2 separate regions of the Mus musculus genome follow, and region 1 is linked to region 2. The links are chromatin contacts, called in public Hi-C maps. All regions are on one chromosome and are shown on one strand. Each heading gives the region's core, a stretch centred on a gene start, on an enhancer-like site or on the middle of the called end of the contact. The rest is flanking DNA. Distances are from core to core; before and after follow the strand shown.

Evidence for each region. Hi-C and Micro-C count contacts between places; a contact is called where the count stands out from the background.
Region 1: a contact with region 2 is called in a Hi-C map of the G1E-ER4 cell line, with 2.4 times the contacts expected there. The contact joins two enhancer-like sites. A contact is called at or near these places in 2 of 15 datasets of contacts at CTCF or cohesin (the G1E-ER4 cell line and pro-B cells), 5 of 484 Hi-C or Micro-C datasets (the C2C12 cell line, the G1E-ER4 cell line, embryonic stem cells and 1 more) and 1 of 115 datasets of contacts at active chromatin or transcription factors (large pre-B cells).

Annotation. Positions count from the first base shown.
Region 1 is chr13:75,365,257-75,368,824 of GRCm38.p6, forward strand. No RefSeq gene overlaps it. Among named protein-coding and RNA genes, the nearest start is that of Pcsk1, 280 kb to the left of the region's middle. Within about 2 kb of position 2,060, at least 33 of the 459 cell types and tissues checked have an H3K27ac peak or open chromatin away from gene starts, as enhancers often do. A contact at or near this core is called in the G1E-ER4 cell line, where this site is marked.
Region 2 is chr13:75,226,321-75,229,826 of GRCm38.p6, forward strand. No RefSeq gene overlaps it. Among named protein-coding and RNA genes, the nearest start is that of Pcsk1, 140 kb to the left of the region's middle. Within about 2 kb of position 1,786, at least 28 of the 459 cell types and tissues checked have an H3K27ac peak or open chromatin away from gene starts, as enhancers often do. A contact at or near this core is called in the G1E-ER4 cell line, where this site is marked.

The sequences.
Region 1 (3,568 bases), core at 810-3,309, 140 kb after region 2:
AAAGATGGCCTAGTCGGCCATCACTGGAAAGAGAGGCCCATTGGACACGCAAACTTTATATGCCCCAGTACAGGGGAACGCCAGGGCCATAAAAGGGGAGTGGGTGGGTAGGGGAGAGGGGGTGGGTGGCTATGGGGGACTTTTGGTATAGCATTGCAAATGTAAATGAGCGAAATACCTAATAAAAAATGGAAAAAAAAAAAAAAAACCTGACAAGGCATCTGTTCCTTGTTAGAAACAGCAATTAAATTGATTATTACAGAATACTGATATTTGGCCTATTGCATAGCAAACTTTTTAGGTAAAATTGATAAACATTATCCAAAAGATAAGATTGCTTCTATGCATGCTTTTGTATTTTCTGTAAATTTATGCATGCATGCATGCATCCCATAAAGAATACATCTACTGTATTTAAAAACAGCCCTTCTATGGGAGAAAAGTATATGTGATTGGATCACATGTTTATTCTTTTGAGTTACCTGCTGCTTCAGCACAGATAATTGAATTGTGTGCTGTAGCCTGTGTTTTGAAATGTTGAAAAAATCAAGCTTTAATTTGTATACTAATAGTCGATATATATGTATATACAAATTAAAGCTTGATTGTCTCTCTATACATAGCTATAGCTCAGGGCTTACAATTGCTTGAAATTGGTTATTTCTTAGATACTACAAATTCTTAAATTTGCAATTGTTTACTCATATACAACTCAAGTTAAGAAAAAAAAATACTGTTCCTTTAAAGGACTGTCTTTGGACATTTAAGAACTCATTCTAAATTGCCTGGACAAGACCTCTTAAAACAATGCCACCCCAAATTTACATCCCAGACAGATTATAGGCCTTACACAAGAATAATTGTCCATATTATCTCATTCTTTACATCATCAAAATAGTAGTGGCTTGAGATAATAATTTGGTATTTTTTAGAGAATGTGCATGTCAAATTGTAAAGAATTGTTCTCATTGTCCTCAGTTTCTACCTGTTCAATATAATTGTGTTAATTCTTGAGGACTTATACTTAATCAATTATTGCAAATGAATACTCATATTTCTGATTTTTAAAAAGTAAAATATGCACATGTGACTATTGATACCTTTTCAGGCTTTCTAGTTGCAACTGCTCTAACAAGAGAAGCAACTAAAAGTGTAATTAGTCATGGCCTATCTTAATATTTTTTGTATTCTTGGTGTTCCAAATTAGATTAAAACAGATATTGGAACTGGCTATTAAAGTCAAATATTTGAGATGTTTTGTGAACAATTTAATGTTACCCATGTTACTGAGATTTTTTTATATTTCTCAAGGACAGGGTATTGTGGAACTTTAAAATTATATCTTCTTTAAAAACAATAAAGGGGGAAATTATATCCCCATGTACATTATTTAAATCACACTTTTTATTTTTTTAAATTTTAAAATATTGGATGCCAAAGAACTCCTTGTTAAGTGCCTTACAGTATCTTAACACTAGGCATACTCATGCCTAGGTGAGATGGAGGATCCACTTATTGGTATATGGCATGATCCTGATCATATATTTAATATGGGGAAGAGGGCACATTTGTGTTTTTTTCCATAGAATGCTGTAGGAGCATGGCAGTTGCCAGAATGATTCGTGTGACAGACTGATCTGTGAGCTTGCTTAGTGCCCTGACAATGGTGATAAGAAAGCTGTATTGGGTTTGGGTTCTTGACCCACCTTTGCTTGGCTTTGTCCCAGATTAGACAAGCTAAGCTGCCTTGCTTCAAGCTTTTTAACCTGTGGGACAGAGAACATAAGTGACTGTGGAAACCGACTTCGAAAAATTAATCAAAAGGAGGAGTGTAGAATCCAAAATAAATTCAAGACCACCTAGCCCCTTCCCCCTCTGAAGGGACTTTCCAAACTATATAGTTTTACCAAGTCTACAGCTGCCAAAACAAGATTAGCTGTTCTTGGAAAAATAACCATAACAAAAATAACAGTTCTCAGAAAAATTCTTCTGCCCTGCCTCACACTAAATTCCAAGAAAAACCACAAGGGCAGGCAGAGTGAGTCACTAGGCCAAAGGTAGTCACCCTATGAGAACCAACCAATGCCTGAAAGGGTTACTTGCTGCACCATTAGAGAAAGCCAGCTAGCCCTGTTGCCTAAATCTGCCCCTTACAATGAATAAAAAGTGTGTTCTTTCTTTGTTTGGGGTCTCTCTTCTTGCCTGCATACTGAGGGGGGTCCCCAACACATTGGATCAATAAAAAAACCTCTTGCAGTTTGCAGCAATGTCGATCTCTGTGGTCTTTGTTAGTGAGGGTCTTTTGGCGGACTCCAACAGGAATTATAATGACTCTTCTCTTTCCTTTAATGTGACCAGTTATTCTGACTCAATCATGGACTGCTCTAGTAATAAATCCAATATTAGAGAGTCCTATTATGAAGATAGCTAAAAACCTTTTAGCCAGCAGAGTTAACTTGGAGCATAACCTATTTACATGAGAAGTAACAGCTTTTCTGTTGATTCTCAAAGTCACCTGCCCCACACAAGGAGGCCAGAGTTTGGGCTTTATCATTGCTAATTTGCAACTGAATAGAGTACCTGGACTTATGGACAGACAAACTTAATCATGTTGCTTTCAACTTTGGGTTTGCATTTCAAGCAGGTCGGTTACCTCCATGCAGGATCACCTTCAGCAAGTGCAGATGGCAGAAATTCAGCTATATGAAGAGATGCATTGAGTGTATATTGTGGCTTTCCTCTGATTGGGAAAAGGGTGTGCAATGAGGGCCAGCAGCCAAGGATGGGCCACTGTATCTATGGCTTATTTCAATCTAAGACAGAGGCATGTGCCAAGAAGCAAAAGCAAGAAGTTTGTTCATAATAACACCAAAGAGCCGTGTTTGTGCAAATAAATACATATAAGCTGCATGTATTCTCCAGGACAGATAAGAATAAGTCCAATAGATTCAGTCCTAAGAGAGGCACAGGCACAAGCCACCATAATTCCCAGGCAGGACCATGGAGCCTATACCCCAGTCCAGCTAATTTTTTATTAAATAACTAGAGAGGAATTATAGCCTCCCCTAGCCTTGAGCAGGCTGGCGCAGACCTGTTCTGCCACTGTCAGCTAGCCCACCTAGGGTAGCGTCCTCAGACCTAGATAGGTCTATTGTTCTGTCATAACTGCGGTTTTCTGCAAGACAACGCTACCTGCTACCCGCTGAGAGGCTGAACCTGTCTTCCTGAGGCAATCCTGAATAAGCAACAGCCTGGTAACAGAGTGAAGAGAGCCTGGTGACAAGGTGACAAAGCATTGAGAGCCTGGCATGGTGGGGGATGGGCTCAGACTCTCTCTTTTTTTTTTTTTTTTTAGAAGGCAGCTGTTTAATCACCTCCTTGGATACACTCAAGGATAACTCACACTTGGCAGCCACATAGAGTGGCTGGAAACAAGGGGCCTTGATCAGTATCTTTGTCTTGGTTTCCTATTTCTCTCGCTGTCTCTTTCCCATACAGCCCCAGCCTCCCTTTCAGGAACCCCGTTTGTGTAGCTGTGGGCAACTAAACCAATGGATGGTTTTAGCTC
Region 2 (3,506 bases), core at 536-3,035:
ACGAAAGCAGACCAAAAGTAGATTTTATTTTCATTTCTTTTTCTTTTTTCTCTTTTAACCTTTCTGTCTGATACTTGGCTTTTCCTGAGATTTATGTAAGCAGCAGCAGTTGAACAACTTCTATTTTGTAAATTTCAGGCTTGAAAAAATAGGGATGAACAAGACACTCTAAGTAAAATCTGTCCATCCTTTTCCCTTTTAAAAAAAGTTACCTCAAGTTCTTCTAACAAGTGATTCTGAGTAGATGAAGCTAAGACAAAAGAATAACAAGATGGAGAAGGAGAAGGAGAAGGAGAAGGAGGAGGTATAGGAAGAAGTGGTGGTGGTGGTGGTAATGCTGGAAGAAGAGAGAATAAGAGAGGGACAGAGGGAGGAAGGAAAAGAGCTTTCCCCATGGCTTTGGCAACTTAAGAAAGAAGAGGTCAAGCAACAGTTTTATTGGTTTCTAAGACATCTGAAGTATGTTCTTAGTTCTCCATTCTCTGATCCTGCCCTGAGGACTTCTAAAGTCACAGACAGTGGACAGAAGAAGAGTGTCCCTGCATCCAGGCTGCCCTTTGCCCAATACAGCAGGTCAGCTTTAATCTTAGCAGTGTCTTTCATCTAAAAGGGCATATGCCAAGCAAGATGTTAATGTGACACTCTGCACAAGCACACATTATGAGCCCCAAGTGCAGATGTGGCTACATGCATTTCAGAGCAGCCAGCTAGCATCTACAGAAATTCAGACACCTTGATGCCCAGTTGCTGTGTGGCTTTGTGGCATCTTCTACCAGTGTGTCTATGAATATAATTTAATATTATTTAATAGTTTTCTAATAATTTACTCTTGCTCTATCATATTAGAGAATTCTCTAAAGTCACTCTGTAGCAAAACCATAAATTACATAAAATACAGCTTTACATAATATTAACCAGTATTATATATAGATATATAGAGATTATAGTTGCCTTTACCATCATCCTTTCCGTGGTTGAAAACCAAAAAAAGGATATACTGGTGTTAAGTAAGGGTTGCACTGGATGAAGTAGCTTGTCAGGGTGACTGTGTTTGCTCTCTTCACAGAACAAATTCTTAAACGCTCCAAAGTAAGTTTTATTTTTGCTTCAGCCTAGTTTTAGTTGTAGGGTTTGTTAAGCATCAGGTTTAAATTTTCCAGCTTTCCAAATGCCAGGCAAGAATTGGGGCATATCGCTGAGCTATGGCCTGATTCTTATGTTTACTTAGTCATTGACAGGGTCTCACTGTTTTTCTCAGGCTGGCCTTGAACTTGAGGTCCTCACACCTTTACATCCCAGATAGCTGGAATTAAAAGCCTTCACTACTAGATTTGACTTGAAAAATATTCTTTAGTCAAATAAAATCATTTTGAATTAAAATTTGACATTGTTCAAAGCATGCTTGATGGGGAAAAATAACTGGAAACACTCGTCATGGCAGATCAGGTGTGTCCTTCCAAGGAGTTCCACTGGAGGGCAGTGTGTGCTTCAGAACAGGCGAGTGCTTCTGGGTTTGGAGCCGCATTGGTATGAAAATCTACACACCTTGGCAAGTTTTTAATCACAGGGGGGCACAGGAATACTGTATTCCCAGTCCTCCTTCTGACTGCATTGAGGATTAAAACAACTAAAGTGACTATTCAACTGAAGCCTGTCTTTTTTACAGACCCAAGCATGAAGACTATAATAGTTACTTGAAATTCATAAGACCAACTTAAGTCTTCATAGCAAAGCATGTGTACTGGAGAAAAGAGGAAGCAAGGAAAGAAAAGAACAGAGTGGTGGTAGAAAACTACCGCGAGCATTATTACTGCAGTCAGTGAGGCATGCTGAGTGGTGCTGGTGTTTTCAGAGTGGGCTAGAGCATGCTAGACAAGGAGTGGGTTTCCCCTGTAGGATTCTGAGTGGATTTAGACAGGTGGTTTTGGTCCAGAAGCTCTTGAGCAGGGGCACAGAGCAGAGCAATTACAGAAACCCTGTCCAGCGAGGCAGTTGTTGAGGTGGTCAAGGCCAGAGAATGCTCAGCTCTAACAGTGTATGGAGAATAAGAATGGAATCAGTCTGAGAGACAGAAAAGATGGACATGTCCTAGGATTTAATAATCAGTTTTCTGAAGTGGAGGAGGGAGAAATTCTAACATTTTATAACAGGGGAAAAAAAAGTGACAAATAGAAATTGAAGAAAATGGAGGAAGGTGCGTTTTGAGAAATGGAGCCAAACATCTGGAGAATATCCAGAGAAAAAGTACCTAGGAGGTGATGGAATTGTTGAGCCTGAAGATCAGGGGAGGGACGGTAAGGTACTAAAGACAGTGTCATTGGCACAAAGTTAGTAATTAAAATGTTGAGTGTGGATAAGCTCATCCAAGAAGATTGCCAGTACTGGGAGGAAAGAAACAGACAGCTGGACCACCCAGCACAAGTGGTGGGAAGCAGAGGAGGCCACAGTGAAAAAAGACAGAAACAAACAAGACAAACCAAGAGCAGAATTCTCTGTGGAGCAGTGAAACTCAACCAACAGAGGCAAATGCCCCAGAAATGAGCTGCAACACAAAGTCCACAACAGCTAGTGTGCAGGTACCTAACAAGAGAAGCAGATTGCAGAGGCTGCCAACAGTGAATATAGTCTTGCTCCATATAGGTTAGTCCTTTATGAAGCTTATATGAAAAATAAAAAAGAAGACATAGGGTCCAGAGAATAAGGGGAGTAGGTCAGAAGTAGATTTCTTGTTACTGAATTCAAGTGAATCCACTAAAAGTAATCCCTAGCAGAGGGATGCTGATGTTTCAAGAGGGAGGTTGAACTGTAGAGCCTGGTCTTGGCAGGAAAAGCTGAGGTTAGCTTAGCACAAAATAATGGAGACATGAAATCTTCTAAAACTAAAGGCAGACGATGAAAGATGTGAAGGAGAAAAGAAATCAAAGGAACTGGTGCTCAATTGCCTCTGTAGCAGGGTAATTATCCTAGCTTCCTCATACAGAAGGATCAGACCTTTTTTTTAAACAAGAGTTTCTGAAACTACATCTAAAAGTAAAAGAGACTGGTGCTCCTAGGTGGACGTGTGTGATTATGGGGCAGCAGCATGGTAGTTCTTTTCCAGAATTTTGTATAGAACACTATTTAGTCAGGATTCTACAAACAGTTCTTCTCGTACCTACAATGGTGTATGTTTCTAAATGACCTGATAATACAGCACTGGTATTGAAGTTAAAGGAAATGAGTGACAGGATGCACTTTTATTTTTATGGAGTTTTTATGGAGAAAGAGAAAACAGTGACAGCGACCATGAGGCTGACCGTCACCCTCAACCTGACCCTCACCCTTACCTTCACCCTAACCTTTCCTTACCCTATCCTAACCCAGTAGCTGAGCATCAGGCTCTTCTAAGGCAGTTCTCTAAAGATGGATGCCATGAGCTGTCACACAGACATTAGCTCCTTAGTCATAAAAAGGAGTCCACCTTCCAAGTTGGGGTCAGCAGAATTAAGTGGGCTTGAGAAAAGAGC